Linked DNA regions of Mus musculus: region 1 is linked to region 2. A link is a contact called in public ChIA-PET data. All regions are on one chromosome and are shown on one strand. Each heading gives the region's core, a stretch centred on a gene start, on an enhancer-like site or on the middle of the called end of the contact. The rest is flanking DNA. Distances are from core to core; before and after follow the strand shown. Region 1 holds the start of Ankrd28 (ankyrin repeat domain 28). Region 2 overlaps Btd (biotinidase).

Evidence for each region. ChIA-PET counts read pairs in DNA pulled down with a chosen protein or histone mark.
Region 1: a contact with region 2 is called in an RNA polymerase II ChIA-PET map of effector CD8 T cells, with 20 read pairs. The contact joins the promoter of Ankrd28 here to the enhancer-like site in region 2. A contact is called at or near these places in 8 of 39 promoter capture datasets (HPC-7-derived erythroid cells, cranial neural crest, frontonasal cranial neural crest and 5 more), 9 of 484 Hi-C or Micro-C datasets (B cells, CD4 T cells, the G1E-ER4 cell line and 5 more), 17 of 115 datasets of contacts at active chromatin or transcription factors (the 230-238 cell line, acute myeloid leukemia, astrocytes and 12 more) and 3 of 9 other capture datasets (adipose tissue, liver and pancreatic islet).

Annotation. Positions count from the first base shown.
Region 1 is chr14:31,827,666-31,834,275 of GRCm38.p6, forward strand. Ankrd28 (ankyrin repeat domain 28) reads right to left here and starts at 2,750. Exons shown (of 28, transcript NM_001024604.2): 1 at 2,662-2,750. The coding sequence starts at 2,688.
Region 2 is chr14:31,657,011-31,663,794 of GRCm38.p6, forward strand. It overlaps Btd (biotinidase), which reads left to right. Exons shown (of 4, transcript NM_025295.4): 2 at 5,060-5,315. Among named protein-coding and RNA genes, the nearest start is that of Btd, 19 kb to the left of the region's middle. Within about 2 kb of position 5,496, at least 375 of the 459 cell types and tissues checked have an H3K27ac peak or open chromatin away from gene starts, as enhancers often do. A contact at or near this core is called in the 230-238 cell line, B cells, the G1E-ER4 cell line and 23 more, where this site is marked.

The DNA.
Region 1 (6,610 bases), core at 1,500-3,999, 170 kb after region 2:
CTGCCACTGTTACACAAGCCAAAGTGAAGTAATTCAGGAAAAAAGTTCATGTCTACTGTTATCAACAGAAAACAAGCTTCATTTTACTAACAATTTAAAAAATATTTTCATCCACCCATAGGCAGAAAGTAATACAGTAATTCTTTCTTATTCGCTGAATTACATGCTGCCACAAAGTAAATGCTGTCCTATTCTGATTACAGAATGAATGAGGACAATTTCCTTATTTGCTTACTGATTTTATATTTGTCTTCCCTGTGTATCTTGTGTGTGTGTGTATGTGTGTGTGTTCCTGTGGTTGCATATGTGTATGTGGAGGCCGGAAGTCAATGTCCAGTGTTATTCCTCAGGAGTAAAGCAGGCTAGGCTGGCAAGTTAGGAAGCCCCAGGGATTCTCCTGCCTCTGCCTCCCCGTGCAGAGATCCCAAGCATGTGCCATTGTGCCCCAGGTTTTTACTGAGTTTCAGGAATCAAACTCAGATCCTCATGCTGACAGTAAGCTCTTTACTGATTATGTCATTTCCTCATCTCTGACTTTATATCTTTACCATGTAGAACCATTCTCATACTTAAATGTTGAAGAAAATCCTTACTCATGTCTAGCTTCCTTCTATTCTTTGCAAGGTTAAAAAAATTATACTACTTCCTAACTGGAATGTATATAAAGCTGTTGCGTTAAAAGCGGTATCAACTACCTTCCAGATTTAAAATCCTGTGTACATATACAGGTCTTCTCACCTTTCCTCCAAAAACTACTTTGTCTAGCTAATATGCTTTCCCTAGAAATGGAAAACACTAAACTATTGAATCCCACTTCGTTTCTATCATCACTTCTAATGTCTTGAAACATATCAATAAACTGATTTCTAAAAACAAGTGCAATTCCCTTTAAATTAAGAAAAACTCAGTTGTCTTTCAAAAGAACTAGATGAGCCAATTATTTTGTAATACAGTAAGTCTTCCCCAGCAATGCCATCTCATTAACTTACTCATCACGGATTCTCAAGTTTACAGGTAACATTTTAAAAATCAATATCACCACTGAGTGTTAAAGAATATTACACAAAACTGAATCAGTGTTACGACTGCTTCAAAACTGTAGTTACTAAACACTCAAATGCACAGATGCCAATAGATTTTTATTATTTATTCATTTTTTTTTATAAAGTAAGATCTTCTAACAGTCTACCAAATCCCTAACACACACAATGACCAAATCACAAAATACATTTCCAAAAGTGAAGGATTACAACCAAATATTCAGGTACAAAGAGTTACTAGAGTAATAAAGATTAGCTGAAAATCTAGATCTTGAGTTTCATGGTATTAACTACATATGAATTAGATGATCTGGGCTTGAACTCTGCTTGTTATTAACAGATTTTTTTGTTTTTTCCTGACAACTTTGTGCAATGAAAGGTTTTGCTACCTGTGGCTGGTGAGCACTTTTGAAAAGTGTGCTTTTGACTAGCACAACTGAGAAACTGTGCTTTCTTAATTTTAATCAACTCAAAGATTCTATGTGTAGCTAATGGAACATGTTGAACAGTAAAGTTATTCACAGATTTTGAAATACAAACTTATCAACCAGAGTTTTTCAAAGTATCATGCCCTATTGTTAATATCAGCTAAAATTCTGCTGATACCAAATGATACTAAAAGTCAGCATTCAGCCTAAGTAGAATATTCACTTTTTAAGTGAGAATTGACATTAGCTAGACTCAGAACTTAAGTTTTAATTGGTAGAAAATGACATAAAACATTAAGTTTTTCCCTATCGTTTTTGTTAAGCTTGTGCCCACTTTCTGATTGGTTTCCCTTCAAATCTGTTCAGTATCTCCTATTCAGAAAAACAATGGCAAAAGGGGTACTCAAGCATTAATAGGTTCCCGCGACTCCGTAAAATCCACTCGTTACTTTCCCTTTTCTTTAAAAGAGACAAACACTGGGGAGCGTCTGGTAATTCACCTTCTCGCCTTTTTAAAAGGGTAACAAGCGTTCATTCAGACATAGTTGCGATTTCATTGGTAGATACAGAGTTATTTTTCCCAGCCCACAGTGTACTGCAGTCTTCTGAGCACTTCAGGTGTTCTTTGACAAGCTCTTCCTAAGTCAGGAAAACTAAACCAAGATGGTGCAGAATATGCCAAGAGAAAACCAGCCTGGGAATATGCACCGTAACAACCAGTCCCCAGCAGAATCCATCGGCACCGGTGGGTTTGCTTTCGACCGCCACTACCTCTCCGCAGAGACGGTGCGGTGGACCGTGAACCGCCCCGCGAAGCGAACCCGAGGGCAAGGTCGTGACCCCAGGTCACGGCCGCCGCCTGCCCCGCTCCGACTCCGCACCGCAAAGCCACCTGTTAGGCCCGAGCCTCACCTGGCAGGAAAGAGGAGGCGCCTACCCGGCAGCGCGCCGGACGCGAGGGCGGCGAGCGCAGAACCCGCCCCTGTGGCGGCGGCCGCGATCCCCCGGCGGCACGTGGGTTTCTCGGAGCTGGGGCTGCACTGACAGGCGGACGGCCCGCACGGCTGCCGACCCGGGACACCCTCTTCCCTCGCTGCCACCGCGCCGACAGGGCGCCCGGGCGGCCCACGCCGCTGGTCCACCCTCCTCCGACTCCTCGGTGGCGCGATCCCGCCCCGCCGCCCCTCACCTACCTGGTCGCGGAGTTTGAGGAACGCCATGGCGGTCGCCGCTGTTCGGCCACTACCCGCGCCCGGCGGGTAGGTGGCCGGCTACGTTGAAGAGAGCGCGGGCAGGGGGCGGCGCCGCCTCCCCGGCCGCCCGCCGCCGCCGCCGCCGCGAAGAGCCCCGCCGGTCCCGCCTCCTCCAAGGACTCCCGCCCTCTTTCTTCCGTCCTTTCTCTCGCTCTCTCCCTCTAGCTCTCAGCCACCTCCCACACGCAGCCGCCGCCTTCGCCGCCGCCTCACACCCCCTTCCCGAAATACCCCAGCAGCCCCCGCCGCCGCGCCGCTCCAGCCCGCGGCCGCGGCGGCATCCAAACTCCACTCCACAATATTACCACCACCGCCCGCCGCGATTGGCGGCCGCGCGGGGGAGAGGCCAGAGTAAGCCGAGCGCCCATTGGCCACGCCACCGCGCTCGCTCGCTCCCGGGCTCCGCCTCTCCGCGGAGGGAGGGGCGGGGCACAGGAAGCGGCGGCGCGCGGAGCGGGCGGGCCAGGTGGCGGGGCGTCTGGGCGCGCGCCCCGGGCGCGGTGGGCGGAGCCCGGACTGGAGGTGGGGAGGGACGGAAACTGGGTACCGGGTAACGGCCCGGGATGGCACGTGGAGGTGGCGTGCACAAGCTCAGCTCAGTCAGGTGCGGAGAAGGCAGCCGGAGCCGGTGCGAGCCAGGGAGACCTCCGGGCCGATGCTGCTTTCAACAGAGTAGCGAGGGCAGCGGGGAACCGGACTCGCACGTGGAGCGAGAGTGAGAATGTCTCCGCGGGCTTTGGGGGAGACGTGGTCACCGGGGGACTGCTGGCACGCGAGACTGAAGGGTGTGGTCTTCATAGCCTGAACAGGTTGTGACCGCGGAACATTTCTCTCCAAAGCGCCCCTTTCAATCTTGCATGTGTTTTTTTTCCCCCTTTCTTCTTTATCATCAAAAGGGTTTTTGCCTCCCACTTGAAAGAAATCAATTTTTTCAAAAAGATGTGCAGGATTTTCAATAAATAGCATCCTTGGATGGAGAAGAGGAATGACTCCCTCGCCCTGGCACACACACCCACGCCAACCCACAGCTCAGAAAAGGCTTTTCTTTCTTAGGCAGCCGCACACTGTTACCATTCCAGGCTTGTGTGGGAGAAGATTGTTGTTCTCCTGTGTCTGTCAGCCTGGGCGGCTCCAGCCCCTGATTAATAAAAGGTACAGATGGTTAGAACACAAACGTGAGATATCGGGTTGGTTTAAAAAACAAAACCAAACCTCATCTTTTCCCTGCATTGGTGTGTCTCTTGGGACAGACTTTATTTAGAGAATCGATTTGAGCCTAATGGCAGTCTAGAAAAATGGGGATCAGTGCCAGGACTGTCAGTTTATTATAATGCTATTATTAAAAACAACTCTTTAGCCCCATAAGAACAGAAAATATCAAAGTGCAAGATCAAATGCACTAAGAGCCTTCTGATATCTCTTAACATAACTATGCCATAATTCTGCTGAAACAATTGCTTTTCTAAAATTACATTTTTACCATGGTTGGTATTTGCTACTTTAAAATGGAGGAATTCTCATAACTGATGGAAGAGGCTTAGCCAGAAAAAAAAAAATGATTCTTGCTTTGCATTTTCTTCAGTGCCTAATTTCTTTCTGCATCAACTCTGGCCGATGAAATGAGAATTCTGTCACCCCATGTCTCTTTATCAGTGCACTGAAGGTGAATGAATTAGCAGTATGAAAGACTTTGACTTCTCCAAAACAAAGGTGTTATGACAACATTACTAAAATATTTTGTGATTATAATTGTCCATGTGCTACAGCCAATCGAGTTTTGCCTTCCTCGAGGATGAAAGATTTACTCTCTTCTACATGTATGCCTGTTTAACACTGGATGTTGACTCAGCAATTAATACGACTGAACAAACACACAGCCTCAGCATGCTCTCCTCTGGGTTAAAGTTCTAGGATTTAAAAGCACAACAGGTACTTGATTTGGAACACAGAACAAACTGATTTTGGGTAGCAAGCAAGCGGTTTAGAGGGTATGGGTTGAGATAGTGGACCAAATGTGTATTTCAGTGTATTAGGATTGAGGTGATAAAATTTCCTAATGAAGAGTAATTGATTAAAGTATCTTACAGCATTCCATCTCTGCATTAGAGAGGGTGTGATCTTGCTGCAAAGGTTGTTTCAGTACTAGGTGGGCTCACCTTTCTCCATCTTGAACACTTTAACATCTTGTGTGTCTTACTGTTTATTAAGAAGAAAGGTTAGGCATATTACACAGCCTACTCATATCACACAGTCAATCAAGGTAGTAATATTAAAAACTGGGAGTTCTTTAGGACCACTCAGATTCAAAATTAGTATTTTAACAACTATATTTTCATAGCTGTTGAGATAGTAACAACTATTGATTCTGGAAAAAATAGAAAAAATTAAAAATATTTGTGTTCAAGTTTTATTAACATCAAAATATATTATTATTCCTGCATCTGTTAAAATGTAAAAGAGCTTGGCCAGGTATGGCAGTATATGCCTTTTGTCCTAGCACTTGGGAGTAATAGGCAGGTGGATCTCTGTGAGATTGAGGCCATCCTGATCAACAGCAAGTTCCAGGCTGGCCAGGAGGCTATATAGTGATACCCTCTCATAGATAGATAGATAGATAGATAGATAGATAGATAGATAGATAGATAGATAGATAGATAGAGTAAATCTATATTCCTGAAAAGTACTACCTACTACCCCAACGGGACCAGACTGGCCAGGAAGCTACATAGGGAGACCCTGTTATAAATTAGTAAATAAGATAAATCTATATTCCTGAAAAGTATTACCTACATCATACACATAACCAGTGGGACCAAAAATTAAAATGGTGTCAATAAAGTCTCTTTCTTCTTCCTCTTCCTCCTCTGTGTTTGTTTTTATGAATGTGTGCTGTGTGCAACCTTATAGAGGCCCGACAGGATGTCTTCCTCAATCGCTTTCCATCTTTTTTTTTTTTTCAAACAATGTCTCTCACTGAACATGGAACTCCCTGTTGTGGCTAAACTGTCTGGCCAGCAAGATCTGGAATCCAAACTTGGGTCCTCATGCGGAATCATCTCCCAAGTCTTGCGTGTGTCTCTTTGTCTGTATACCACTGATACTCCCTGGCAGCCCTCTTCACTCATTAAGTACTTCTCCGTCATAGAGTCAGGAGTCCTAAGAAGACTCAAATAAAGACTAACTATGTGGTTAAACCCATGAGCCCATGCCTCAGCCATTCACTACTGCCAAGTCTGAGAATGGGTGACAGTCTCCATCAGAACTTCTGTCCAATATAAATAGCACAGATACCATCACCAGGGAAGTTGCTGTAAGCTAATCACCACACAAGATTTTATTTCCTAATCTACTACATGGTAGACACTAAGTACCTTCTTAGATTCCTTACCTAGTGTAATTTTCATTAACCCTTTCATATTGCTGCCTAAAGGAGCTAGCTGTGCTCAGAGTTACCCACCTAACCATTGGCAAGACCTGATGCATAATGCCCTTAAAAACCAGAAAAGCAACTTTTATGATAGGAAATAGACAACTATGAGGGGTTCTTTTGAGCCAGATAATCCCTACTGCACAAAAATGATTTTTCTGAAGAATCAGAACTACCAATAAGATGCAAATGATGGACTGTCAAAGCAGCAAAGTAAGTTCGGAGCCGCAGGAGACACGACAAGAGCCAAGTATTTATCTAACGGAGTTTAGAACGTGGAGAATGGAGAGATTAACTGGAAGCCAATACACAAAGATAATGCCTGCATTTTTCAGACTAGAAGAACACCATGAATTAAAGGAAAAAATGAAGTCTTCCTTTAATTAGAAATAAACTTAAAAATGAAGCGGATAGGTAATAGATAAAGTCTAGAAAACCACGCAGAATACAAAAATGTTAAAC
Region 2 (6,784 bases), core at 4,246-6,745:
TTGTCCACCAGGTGGAAGTCACACCTGCAAAATCAGTCAGCTGGGTGTTTCCCTCCATACATTGGTACACACAAAGACCCTCCTTACCTTAAACTTAAACCCTGTGGCACCACAGGAAGATACTTAAAGTAGTGAGCCTGGACCTAGAGCCCTGCACATGCTGCCCAGTGCTGTACCATGGAGCTACACCCTTAGTCCGGGAGATTTTATTCTATTTAAATTGTGAAGGCATTCCCCATTTGAGAGAGAGAGAGAGAGAGAGAGAGAAAGAGAGAGAGAGAGAGAGAGAGAGAGAGAGAGAGAGAGAGAGAGAGAGAGAGAGAAAGACAACATTTAGGTTAACATGTCGCAATTGTTGGATATCTTGTTTAGTTTAAGATACATTGTTCTAGTTAGTAAAGCAGAACTTGGCCCCCGTCCAAGCACAGTGCAGTTATTTCTGCCTGTCATTGTTAAAGGGAAAAGGTGAAGCCACAGTTTACAGATGTACCTGGGAGGACTGGACCCTTTATGTTCCTTGTGGGTTCAGCCATGAATTGCTACCAACACTGGTTGTCACATTGTGTTTATTTACACAGGACCTTTTCAGATGGCTTGCAGACTGTCATCCAGATAACTCAACAATGGCTGTCTCACAGTAGAAAGGGCAAGAATCAGGTCGTCATCCAGCCCATGAGGGTGGCTGTCTCTGCAGTCCCAGTCTGAGGCTGGGTTCCTAGAGGATTCCTGGACTGTTGCTGGTTTTCAGTCTACACTGTCCTGAAGAAGATGGATTTAACTCCATCAGCAACAGGACAGGTGAACCAGCCAGTGAGAGTGAGGGCCTCAGGGAAACGGCAAAGTTTCCGTCTTCCACATCCCTGTATGTGAGCTGCCATCAGGAGGTGGGACCCAGATACAGGGCAGATCTTCCAGCTTCAACACTAAGAGAATCCCTCCAAGGAAGGAGTGTCTAGGAGTGTCTAGCAGCTTGGGTTTTAGTTGATTCCAGATGTAGTCAAGTTGACAACCCAAATTAGTCATAACAAGTCCACCCCTTGTCAACGTGACACGCGATGACATCTCTTTCTGTCATGGTTCATTTCCAAATTCAAACAGTGACCAGGTCATAGCTCTGCCTAACACTTGTAATGAGATGTGGCTGGAGGGCTTCAGGCCAGTGACTTGACACAGTGACTTGAGGGTCTTCCTGCAGTCCCACTGGCCACCGCTTCCCACCTGCCTCCCGTGCTCCAGCCACACTGCTTCTCTGGCTGTTTCTCCTGCCTCAGGCCCTCGGCATGGATGCTCCTCTTCCCCCTCCTGGTCCCATGGTCAGGTCTCTGCATGGCCTCACCGGCCTCACCTTCACTCTCACCCCCCTTCCCCACACTGTTGGAATGATCCCCACTCCCAGTGCCTGGCTCTCTTACATGGATCCATGGATAGCTCTGTATCCATGGCCTCCTGTGCGCCGTGGAGGAGCTCCAAGAGACCCTGTTTGCTCATGGCTGCATTCCAGACATGTGCCTGGGTCTGGCTCAGTTGGCTAGTATATGGATGTCTGCGGTGAGTATCTTCCTAGAAGAGGGGTAGCTTGGAGGCAGACCCTGTCTCAGAGCAGAGCACACCCACAGAAGGCAGATACTGTGTTTCTACAGCTGGTATTGGCCCAGGTTCCGCTTCAGTCTCTCACGTCACTTCAGTAAAAGGATGACTCTGTTACCATGATGTTGGGCCAGATACTTACTTCTCATTATTTTCTTTAGGGTCAAGGTCCTGACCATCTCCAAAGATGGGTTACTTTATGGGTTTCCAAGAACAACTTGGCCCCAGAGTCCCCTTGTTCCAAGGGACCCCTGTGTCCTTGTATCCCTGTTCATACGGTCATGAGCCGGCACCTAGAAACTGCCTCATCTACACATATCTGAAAGTTCTGACTCCACCAATCCTTCCCTTCCTCCCTTCTTCCCCTCCTCCCTCCCCCTTTCCTCCCCTCCTCCCTCCCTCATTCACATAGCTGGCCTTTGGCTCCTCTGTTGGGTGACCTTGAATTTCCTTTGGGTTTTAGTGTGGTATATACAGATGCATGTGCCCATATGTGTGTCTTGGTGGCCAGAGGTCAACATCTGGAGTCTTCCTCTATCATTCTCTACTCTCTTTTATTTTATTTTATTTTATTTTATTTTTGGACAGGGTTTCTCACTGAACCTGAGTTCAGGGCTAGACTAGCTGACTGTTGAGTCCTTAAGATCCACCTATCCCACCCCACACAGTGCTGGGGTTGCAGGTGTGCCACCATGCCCAGCTTTTCTGTGGGTGCCAGGGATCAGAATTTAGGTCTACTTTACTGCTTACCAAGCTATCTCCCCAGACCAATGGCCTTGAACTAATGATTCTCCCAGATCACCCGAGGATTGTTAGCTATGCAGTACCAGACCTGTTTTTTGTTGTTGTTGTTGTGTTGTTTTGTTTTGCAGTGTTAAGGTCAAAGCCAGGGCTCTATGCACGCTAGGCAAACACTCTGAGCTGAGCGACCTTCCTAGTCCCCGGGCCTGTCACTTTAAGATCGAGCACCCCTTCTGCTGCTGCTGAGCCCTTCAGTGTCCTTGCTCAGTCTTGTTAAGTTGTTCCTGAGACTGTCTGTGAGACAGACGCCAAGTGCAGAGGGGAAGCCAGCCTCACAGCCTTAATGACATGTCTCCTGCTTCACCGCTGTTTGGGAAGGGCAAACTCGTGCAGCTATTTTTATTACAGTTACTCATTCTCTCCTACCTCGTTAAGCCTGGATCTTTCAAGCATGAATATCTGGTTAAATATGCAGTGTCTAATTATTGATGCACACACACGCATACACACACACACACACACACACACACACACACACACACAGATGATTGCCACTTAGAGCTTTCCTACTGGACTCCTTCCACAAATAATACAAATTTTATTTTTCTGAAAATAGAAAGGAATGTGGTTTCTTGCTGGCTCTGCAGTTTCCTTGTTTGGCTGGATTACATGTTCTTAGAGTTAGGTGTTCTGTATCCCAGGGCGGGGCTAAGGCTCTGTGGTAGTGGCTGGTCCATGTGAGACCCTGAGTCTTATCCCATCCCTGGTGTACATGCAGAGCCCCATGTCCCCACATCTGTTATGCAGATACCACGAATGCCCTTCCTAGCCCAAGAGTTCTGACTTGCTCCCACCAAGGCCTGCCTCGTGTGTCTCTACCTCAGCTCTTCAAGAGGCCATCGACCTGGGCTTTAAAAGTGTTATCACTGTGACCGTGATGTCACTCAAACTACCCCATTATCATCCTTTCAAAATGGGATATAAAGTAGATTATTTGAGTCATTTAAAATTATTCCTTGGTATCTTTAGAGACAAAGTTCCAATAAGAAAGCTTATCAATTATACTTTTGTTTCCAGTCCAAAACTCATGACTGCTGGCTCAAAGGCCCCTTGTTCTTACCACAGAACATTGCTTACAGTGTAGATGAGTGGCACCAAGCCCTGGCCTTTGTGTGGTACATTTATCCCCTAGGGAAACAAGAAGCAGTTTGAGATGAGGGGTGGGAGGGAGCCCCTGCCCCCGGAGGCGCATTTGCTGTTGACTGGTTCTGAATGAGGAGCTCTAGGTCTCTTCTGTCGCTGAAATAATTACGGGTTGTTTCTGGGACTTTTTAGCTAAATAATGCACAGAACTAGTGGCCTGTGGTGTTTATTTGGGAATGCAAACTCTAAGAGTCCCGGCTTGAGGTTTGGACAGATGTTATTTTTGGGTAGGGTGCTAGTTTCTTCTTCAAGAACAGCAGTGGGATTCCTTGGTTTGTCAGTTACCTTAGTATTGAACCGGGATTCTTGGGCAGTTGTCAGCCCCTGTCTGTCTCCACAGGGCAGCTGTCTGGCTGAGGTAAACTGCCTGATCAGTTTCTGTGCCAGGGGAGGGGCTTTAGTCAGGAGGCCAGGGTGACTTTCAGAATGGCTTTGATTCTAGCCCTGCAAAAACCAGGCATGGTGGTGCAGAGCTGTAATCCCAGTTAGTAACACACACACAATTATGCCGAGCAAATGTTCTATTTTCCAGAGGTGTGGGGGGGGGGGGGTACAGAAATGTAATACAGAAGTCTAATTTACTTGTGTCCACTTTGTCATGGTAAGTAGAGACTACTCACTACAAAATTCCAATGTATTTTCTAGAAAATCACATGTTATGACTGTGAGAAGGATTTTCTTTCCAACCCGGTGTGATTTTTTTGTTTTTTGTTTGTTTGTTTTTGTTTTTTGAGACAGGGTTTCTCTGTGTAGTCTTGGCTGTCCTGGAACTCACTTTGTAGACCAGGTTGGCCTTGAACTCAGAAATCTGCCTGCCTCTGCCTCCCAAGTGCTGGGATTAAAGGCGTGCACCACTACGCCCCGCTTGAATCTGGTGTGTTCTTAAGCAAGTGATTTGGAGTAGCAGACAAAACAGAAAACAGTGGAGGCTCACTCGGATTCCAGGTGAAAGCCACACGGGACTCTGACAGGGAGAGAGTCCTTTATGGCTGCCCTATGGGTGACACAGCAGAAGCTAGGACTCCAGACCGTCCCCAAATAAAGACTGAAGAATATCAGCTACGAAGCTGCCCTGTGTTCGGGAACTTCGGGACCATCACGGCTGTCCTAGAGGGCTGACCTGCCATGCTGAGTAAGAAGTCTCAGCGTCAAATATATCGCAGAATTGTGTCCAAAATTCAGCCGCGCTCCTGCAGTGCGCTGTGTAGCAAGGCTACTGCGTGGCTAGCAAGGCAGCGGCGCACTGCAGGCTTCCTGCCCGCCGCGTTAGAAAACCGAGGCAAACACCGAGTCTGTTTTGGAAATGTTCTGAAGCTCAGTCTATTAACACAGCGAGCCGTTTGAAACGCAGCTCTACGTGTTTGGAGAGAAACACACGGGCTTTTATTAGGGACATGAAACAAACTCTTTGAGCCCCGGCCTCGCTGCGGGCGAGTGTAATTGCCAGGATTAATAAATCACAGCTGCGAAAGTTCAGTCCTTGGCAGCTTTCCTTATTCAGCTCTTCTCTCCTGCCGGTTCGTTTCAGATTTATGGTCTGCATTATGTCTGGAGCCCGCACTGCGCCTGCTCTCTTCTTCCTCGGCTGTTCTGCGCTTGCGTTGGGCGTCAGCTCGGCCTCCCAGGAGCACCGCGAGGCTGAGTACTACGTGGCTGCTGTGTACGAGCATCCATCGGTCCTGAGCCCAAACCCCCTGGAGCTCGTTAGCCGCCAGGAGGCCCTGGAGCTCATGAAGCAGAACCTCGACGTCTATGAACAGCAAGTGATGGCTGCAGCCCAGAAGGCAAGAGCAGCTTTCTGCTCCTGACCTGGGCTCAGGGCTCCCAGAGCCAGCTGCTCTGAGTGAGGAAAAAACCCCAGGTTCCCGAGGTCCTCCTGAGAAGTCGGGTCAGCTTGCAGATTCCGAGTTGACTTGACTGCTTGTTAAATCAGGCCCCACCCCTGGCCTCCAGAGCCAGGACTGGCATGTGTCCCCAGGGAGTGTTTTGCCCAAGCTGGAGAAGCAGTGCCTAGGTCACTGATTCATGTGCCTGTGCCGGGAATCAGCGAATTGTAAACAAGAGCTGGGGTGTGGGGCTGGGACTGTGGCCAACTGGTCCAGAATGGATGCAGTTTGGGCAGTGGGAATTTTCAAAGCCCGTCCCTGGGTGATGCTAATATTCAGAAAAACAAACAAATAACCTTGAAAACCCTTAAGGACAGTGAACTCCGTGCACTGAAAGGCATTCAAAGCTTGTCAGAGCCCACAAAACAAGGGCTGTCTGTGCTTTGTCTGTGTCGCACTTCATCCAGATGGGAGCCCTGCGTCCAGACAGACTAGGACCCCAGCCCTTCCTAAGGGCTTCCTGCTTGACTGTCTTTCTTCTCCTGCCATCCAGGAAGGGTGGGGCTACTGAGGCTAGGCTCCCCTGGGACAGGACAGGAAGTGGCTTTTCTAAGAAGCTGTGGGGTTAGGAAGCCTGGGACCAAGGGAGTCTGGGCTTCATCCCTGTAGGTGGGGCCGCTAAGCCTGCTGCTTGTGGAAGGCCTACTGTGGCCAAATGGCAAGGGAGCCAATCTTCTTTGCTGCTGGCTTAGAGCTGGCTTTGCCAGTAGGTCCCCTTACGCCCATGCCCTCATCACATGACCTGAAACGACTTGGCTATCTCTTGTTGGTGCTTTTTAAAGTCCTGACTTAGTCAGTGTGTATGGTCCAGCACTCCTGATGGACGGCACACCTCTCTTGGCTACCTTCAGAAGCTCAGAGCACAGTTTCCCAGGTCCTTGTGTTCCATGTAACTGTGGGAAGGGCTGTTTGTTTGTTTTACCGTAGTTCTGACCTTGAGCTCAGAAAAGTAGCTGCGTTCCATCTTTGGCGCACCCAGAAAAAGTGTTGTAGTCCCAGGAAGAGCCTTCGCTTCCAGGCCTCTTCGGGCTCTCCAGACTTCGTGCTTAGAACTGTATGGCCCACAATCCAGCTGCTGTGTGACCAGGGTTGGGGGCAAGCTTCTCTCAGCTCTCTTACTCCAGATGTCGTTCCCAGGACACTTCTGGCAATGCCATCACACTGCGTTTCCATGGCACTTGTGACTCCTGTTCCTTTACACACACAGCCACATGCTGCCCTGCTGCACTTGGGCAGATAACTTGAGCAAGGCTTCCCACCTGCGCTGCTCACTGGTCAGCCTCGTGGGCTATGTAGGGCTCTTCACTGGCATCCACATAGCATCCACACATTTGATACTTATCCTGTTTATGTCCCTGCTGAAGTTT